Regions from separate parts of the Mus musculus genome. Here region 2 is linked to region 1. A link is a contact called in public HiChIP or PLAC-seq data. All regions are on one chromosome and are shown on one strand. Each heading gives the region's core, a stretch centred on a gene start, on an enhancer-like site or on the middle of the called end of the contact. The rest is flanking DNA. Distances are from core to core; before and after follow the strand shown. Region 1 holds the start of Ifi214 (interferon activated gene 214). Region 2 holds the start of Ifi213 (interferon activated gene 213).

Region 1 (3,202 bases), core at 194-2,693:
GAGCTCTCAGGGACTAAACCACCAACCAAAGAGTATACATGAAGGGAACCATGGCTCCAGCTGCAAATGTAGCAGAGGATGGCCTTATTTGGTATCAGTGGGAGGGGTGGTTCTTGGTCCTGTGAAGGCCCAATGCCCCAGTGTTGGGGAATGGCAGGGCAGGCAGGCAGGAGTGGATGGGTGTGTGAGGGAGTACCCTCATAGAGGCAGAGGAAGAGGGGATGAGATAGTAGGTTTGAAGAGGGGAAACTGGGAAGGTGGATAACATTTGAAATGTAATAAAATAAAATAAAAATAAAAATAAATAAAAAAGAAGTACATCTCTTGATTGTTAAAAATAAGTAAAATCTTTTGCAGTGATTTAGAAAGTTTAGCTACAATAATTAATAAACTTAGCGAGCCTGGTCTAATGTTCACAGAACTTTGAAATCAATTAAGAGCTTCTATCCAAGTCCTCTGCTGTGGTACACGTATTCTTCAAACTGTTCTATAAATGGGCAAGATACATGTGTTCTAATTAACTTTCCATCACTCTATTACACTTCACCATTAGAGAACCAAAAGGAAAACAAAATGGCCAAAAACAACTTTCGTGATGGTAGAAATTACCAATAATGGAAATACCACCTTTAGAAAGGTGTGAAGAAGAGAACAAACAGAATGTGTTTGGGAAATGGTTAAACCATTGTGTGTTTATATATTATGATCCTGAGAAACTTCCTAGTGATAGGATACTAGAAAATTCATTTCATGTCCAGAGGCAGTTTTTATTCACAATAATTTTTCATGTCACTATCTTGGCTTTTTCCCACTCACCCACAGATCCCAGATAACCATGAACTCCCTATCCGAGCTAATTATAGCCTTCACATTATCCACTTATTCAGATTTATACTTAGAAAGTTCATTAAACAATCTAAAATATGCAAAATGTTTTATTCTTAGCTCATTCCTCTGTGGTGGAGGACTAAAGATGTCTGCCATCTTTTTGAGTGACTGACCCTAATCCGGCTGCTGTGGGCTCACTGCTGAGTGCAGCAGGCACCAGATCAGCACTGCCTCCTCCACAAGAACCAGCAAAGGTCTTTTCACTGTCCTTGTTGTTTTTACAGATGTAGCCAATATCTACCATATCTACAGAAAACAGGTAGAACTCACCTTGCTGGATGTTTCTCTAAGGATGTAAAGCTGAGATCTTCTACAGGGCAGGACTAGAGGCTTCTCCACTCCTCTTCCTCCTCTTCTCTTTTGTCCTTCTTCTTCTTAAAGTTTGTTGGGGACTGGGAGGAGTTGGTGTGTGTGTGTGTGTGTGTGTGTGTGTGTGTGTGTGTGTGTGTGTGTGTGAAGAAGATAAACCAATAAATCTCTTGGGAACTGGAAAATGTAATCTACAGAAATTCTCAGGTTAGACTCACTCCATGGACTGAGGCTTGCTGAATGTCTCAGCTGGGTGTTGTTTTGTGGGCAGAAGAGCTAAGAAATAGCAAGTTCTCCTCCCAGCAGAGTGCATCGCTTTCGATTTCCTCAGAGACTGAAACTCGACAGTTTTTTCCTGTATACCTTTTAGTCACCATAAGAAAGTCAGAGACAGTTACACTCCATTGATATGTTTTGCTTTTCTTACAAATCTTACAGGTACAAGAACCAAATATAAAAGCTCTGTATCCAACAAACTCACAAGGGAGTCACCAGGAATGTGCTCTCTTTTAAATAAAGATGAATCCCCAAAAGGCAAAGCTAAGTCACCAGGTCTCTTTCTTTCCTGCTCAGGATGCAGATGGCAGCAGGAGAAATTGGCAATTGCTAGCTGCTCTTGAATGAATTTCAAAAAAGAAAAAATAATCTGAGATGAAATTGCTTTTGGTTTAAACACTTCACTCCTTTGTTAGTTCCCTGGACTTTCCAGAGTACCAATGTTGTTAGAAACATAGGACTCCAACCTCACGTAAGCAGAAAGGATTTTGGCTTTAGCTTTCCTCTTTTCTGTTACTACTACTACTACTACTACTACTACTACTACTACTACTACTACTACTATTGTTAATTTATTTACTTTTAAAGACAGAGTCTCACTGTGTAGTCTTGGCTGGCCAGGAACTCTCTCTGTAGACCAGGCTCAGTTTAGGTTTAAATCTTTTACCCGGCTTTGGAAAGTAGTATTCTTTAACTGGTGATTGCCTTAGTTAAGAACTTTTAAAAACATGCCATCCTTTCATGTTTCCATCATTGGGAATTGCATTACCTTGAAGTATTTCTGAAACAATGTAGATGACTAGAAACTATGGATTTGCTGACTAGGTGCCATTTTCACTAGTTTCTTAGACTACATAAAATACTAATTAATCTCAAAAAGGAGAGAAGGGGAAGGAAAGCCAGAGAAGCTTTTCTTGGGAGAGCTAAGCCACTGGACCTGTGCTGTGTCTCCACCATTGATTCTGATTGCAGTCCTTTATTCATGGTGGATGGAGGTTGGAAAATACCATCTTTATCTTTCTTTTGTTTGGCCAATGTAGTTTTTCCTTTTCCTTTCTTCATCTTTTGAACTGATGTAGTAAAGAAAGGCCAGGGGAAGTTGATCCTACTGTTTCCGCTCAGTTCCTGCTTATGTCTCAGTGGATTTGCCTATCCCTGCTGCAGAAGCCCAACATAGCCACAAGGTAGCCAAAGGTACCAAGCTGGGACAAGCACTGTGGACAGTCTTTGTATGGATCATTCCAAATTACAGCATCAGAGAAAGAAATTATGGTTTAATTTGTGATGTGGCAAAGTGGTGATGTTACACTTTGACTTCTTATCTCTATTGCTGTTATTTGGTAGTCGATGCAGGGTCTGACTATGGAGCCCAGGCCAGTCTCAAAATTCAGCTCTCCACTATGCCTAATTTTATCATGTTTTCTTTATTACCAATTGACTTTATAAAAGGGACTTGCTCATATCTCTGAGATACAGTTTTACTTATAATTAGATATTGTCGCACATTTACCATCAGGATGAATATTAATAATGGAATCAAATAATAATTAAACATGAGTATTAACTTATTTAATGTTTTAATGAACTTTTCTCTAAATTAATTTTTACTTTTCACCATTTTATATAAAATTACTTTTTTCCTTATTATTTTCCACTTTCACTTCTTTTAGATTTAATTTTTATTATTTTAGGTGTATGAATGTTTTTGCCCACATGTATGTCTGTGCAA
Region 2 (3,202 bases), core at 481-2,980, 63 kb after region 1:
CATCAATGCCTTGGCAGTTTCAGATGAGCTAATACACCAGGAAGAACTCTTGGAAGTGTGGTAAGAAAATAGTATGTGCAGTTGAGAGCTCCTCAGAGTAAAACCTAAGCAAGGTGAAAACTGGGTGAGTCTCTGCCTCAGGAGTGAAACTCTCCTCAGAGAGAGGAGAGACAGGAAGGGCATCAACAGGACCACTGAAGGAGGAAACAACATAAGCTCAGTAATGTTGTTGTCTTCACTTGTTAGCCACTTGAGTCATAAGAAAAGGCAAGAAAAGAAATGCAGATGTCCCATAAAAGAAGTAGTCATAATAAAATCCAGAAAAATGTGTCCTCAACCTACCCTAGAGGACTTAACATAATTGGTTAATTAACATCTTTTGTCAAGTTTTTTTTAACACATACATCTAAAGGTTACCATTAAGACATGAATTCATGGAAATTATAAAATAAATCCTTTTTATAGTAACTAATAAGGGCAAATTTTTCTATATTAGCATTGTCTTAATTAGAACCACAAATAAAAATTCTTCTCAGAAAATCAAAATAATGAAAATAGTTTACCTCCTAGAAATAGATAAGTGTTTTAATAATAGAAAGTCTAATAATAACTTAAAAACCAAATTTTTATGCATGATTTATTTATCTTAATTTCTAAATGAACAGGGTTGTAACTTTTGTAAAATCTTAGAAAGTCTGGGCAGCATAATTAATACACCTAGTAAGTGATAGATCAACCATAGTGCACAGAGGGACTGCAGAAGAGTCTAAAAGTGTGAAGTATATATCTAGTTCTGATGAACCCTCCAACTCTTTTCTAAATCTTACCACCAGAATACAAAATCAAAGAAAACTAAAAAGACAAATAAACCAAAGCAATTAACTTTCAGGATGATACAGATTAACAATGTCTACAATTCCACCATATCCACTTGAAGTAGAAGTGAATGAAGACCATTTAATGTGCTTCTTGAGTCAATAAAACCCCAGGTTTGCAATCACTGTGAATCTGGGACACCTTTGACCACATATGCCCATTGGTGCCCAGACTATGTATGGTTGCAATACTAGATAATGCAGCCTGAGAGCTAGATGCATTTTTCACTGGGTATTATTACCTCATGACAATTTTTCCTGTCACAAACACGTCTTTTGCCCAGCCATTCACTACAACCACCAGGTTCTAAGCACTCTCCAGCCAAGAAAACAAAAGCCCTCTTCTTATTCACTTATCCTGACTTACCTAAAAAAACGTGTATTTTATAATCTGAAATATGCCCCTTTTCGGATCAGTCTTACTGGTGGAAGAATAAGGATGCCTAGCATATTTATGAGCCAAGGACCTGAATCCAGATACTGCAGATTCACTGCTCAGTGTAGCAGCCACCAGCTTGGCTTCCTTCTCTCTCCACCAAAAGATCAACAGGGATTTCACCTGTAGTCGTGTGCATTCACAGAGAAAGCAGGGGGAGGACTCACCTCTTCAGAAAATTCTTCAGTGGTATCCAGTTTTGCAGGGCAGGAAGCAGTGAGTGAATGAGCAAGTGAGCAAGTGAGTGTGTGTGTGTGTGTGTGTATGTGTGTGTGTGTGTGAAGATAAAAAAGTAAACAGTAAATCTCTCAGAAGGTGATACAGAGGATTTTGTAATCTCCTGAAATTCTGAGAAAATAAAGTGTTTTCAGAGAGAGAGATGGAAAGCTGACACTGGGTAGAGTCACTGCTCAGCTGCTCAGACTGAGGGGAACTGGTTTCTCATCCTGTGCTACTTTGTGGGGAGTGGACAAGGTTCATAGCTTTCGATTTCCTCAGAGACGGAAACTCAAGAGTTTCCTTCTTGTAAACAATAACCAAAAAAGTCAAAGAGAGCTAGTTACACTCAGGATGTTTCTTGCAAATCTTCATAGGTACAAGATTTAGATTTATAATCCTCATGTCCTACAGGCTTGCAAAAGGATCCCTAGGAACCTTCATTCCTTTGAATGAAGGTGAAAACTTAGACCAAAAAAGCCAAGTCACCAAGCCTCTTCTTTCTTTTCTGCTCAGGACAGAGTCAGTATCAGGAGATCTTTGCTGTGTTAGTTGCCTGCTGCATGTAAATGAGTTTCAAGGAAAATCTAAGTGAAACAGCTCCTGGTTTAAGTCATCCCTGTAGCATCTATGCATCCATTAGTAGCTCCCAAGACCTAGACTTGCCAGAGCATAACATTACAAACACACAACTCCAAGCTGCAACCTCAAATAGATAGAAAGGCATTTGGCTTTATCTACCTCCCTCTTGATTATAGAACTAAGCTGTCCTCCTTCAATGGTGAAGTAAATGTTTCCTCAGTGTCTCTACATTATTCACTGGTAAGCACAGGGAAACCTGGGTCCTGGGAGTCAGTGGGAAACCTCGAGCTTTGATTGAGATTATGGGCTGAAATAATGCTTGTCCTGCTACATTTTTTCTGAAATGGAGAGTTCAAGGATTAAGGATTGCTGTAATCCTGAAACATGGAACAAATGGCATCAAGCAGCAGATAATGATATTGGAGCCTGCCAGCTGGTCTGCAAAAGAGGATGATGCCATAGCTAGGTAACCAGTCACCTGGATGAAAATGATGGGAGTTAAATTGCTTTCCAACTGCTAGTCTTGGGCAACTTCTGGATGTATATGCCTTTGATAGTAGAACAGTTGGGGGAATCACCATCCCTGACCTCAAGATTTCTTACAGAGCAATAGTGATTCAACCTGCATGGTATTAGTACTGAGACAGACATGTTGATCAATGGAATAGAAATGAAGACCCAGAAATAAAACCACACACTTCCCATCACTTGATCTTGATAAGCCAAAACTATATAATGAAAAAAAAAAGAAAGCATTTCAAAAACGGGTTTTAGTCTAACTGGCTGTCTCTATGTAGAAGAATGAAAATTGACCCATATTTATCACCTTGCACAAAGCTCAAGTCTAATTAGATCAAGGACCTCAACATAAAATCAGATACACTGAATCTAATAGAAGAGATAATGGGAAAGAGCCTTGGACTCATTGGCACAGGGGGAAATTTCCTAAACAGAACGCCAATGGTTCATGCTCTAAGATCAAGAATCAATAAATGGGACCTCATGAAACTGGCAAGGTTGTAAAGCAAAGAACATAGTTGATAAGACAGATCAGCAACCTAAAGATTTGGAAATAATCTTCACTAACCCCACA

Evidence for each region. HiChIP or PLAC-seq counts read pairs in DNA pulled down with a chosen protein or histone mark.
Region 2: a BATF HiChIP or PLAC-seq map of CD8 T cells shows a contact between it and region 1, with 14 read pairs. The contact joins the promoter of Ifi213 here to the promoter of Ifi214 in region 1. A contact is called at or near these places in 1 of 15 datasets of contacts at CTCF or cohesin (CD8 T cells), 1 of 484 Hi-C or Micro-C datasets (nephron progenitors), 3 of 115 datasets of contacts at active chromatin or transcription factors (CD8 T cells, effector CD8 T cells and memory CD8 T cells) and 2 of 9 other capture datasets (adipose tissue and liver).

The regions. Positions count from the first base shown.
Region 1 is chr1:173,534,514-173,537,715 of GRCm38.p6, forward strand. Ifi214 (interferon activated gene 214) reads right to left here and starts at 1,444. Exons shown (of 5, transcript NM_001024721.2): 1 at 1,159-1,444.
Region 2 is chr1:173,597,542-173,600,743 of GRCm38.p6, forward strand. Ifi213 (interferon activated gene 213) reads right to left here and starts at 1,731. Exons shown (of 6, transcript NM_001368798.1): 1 at 1,479-1,731.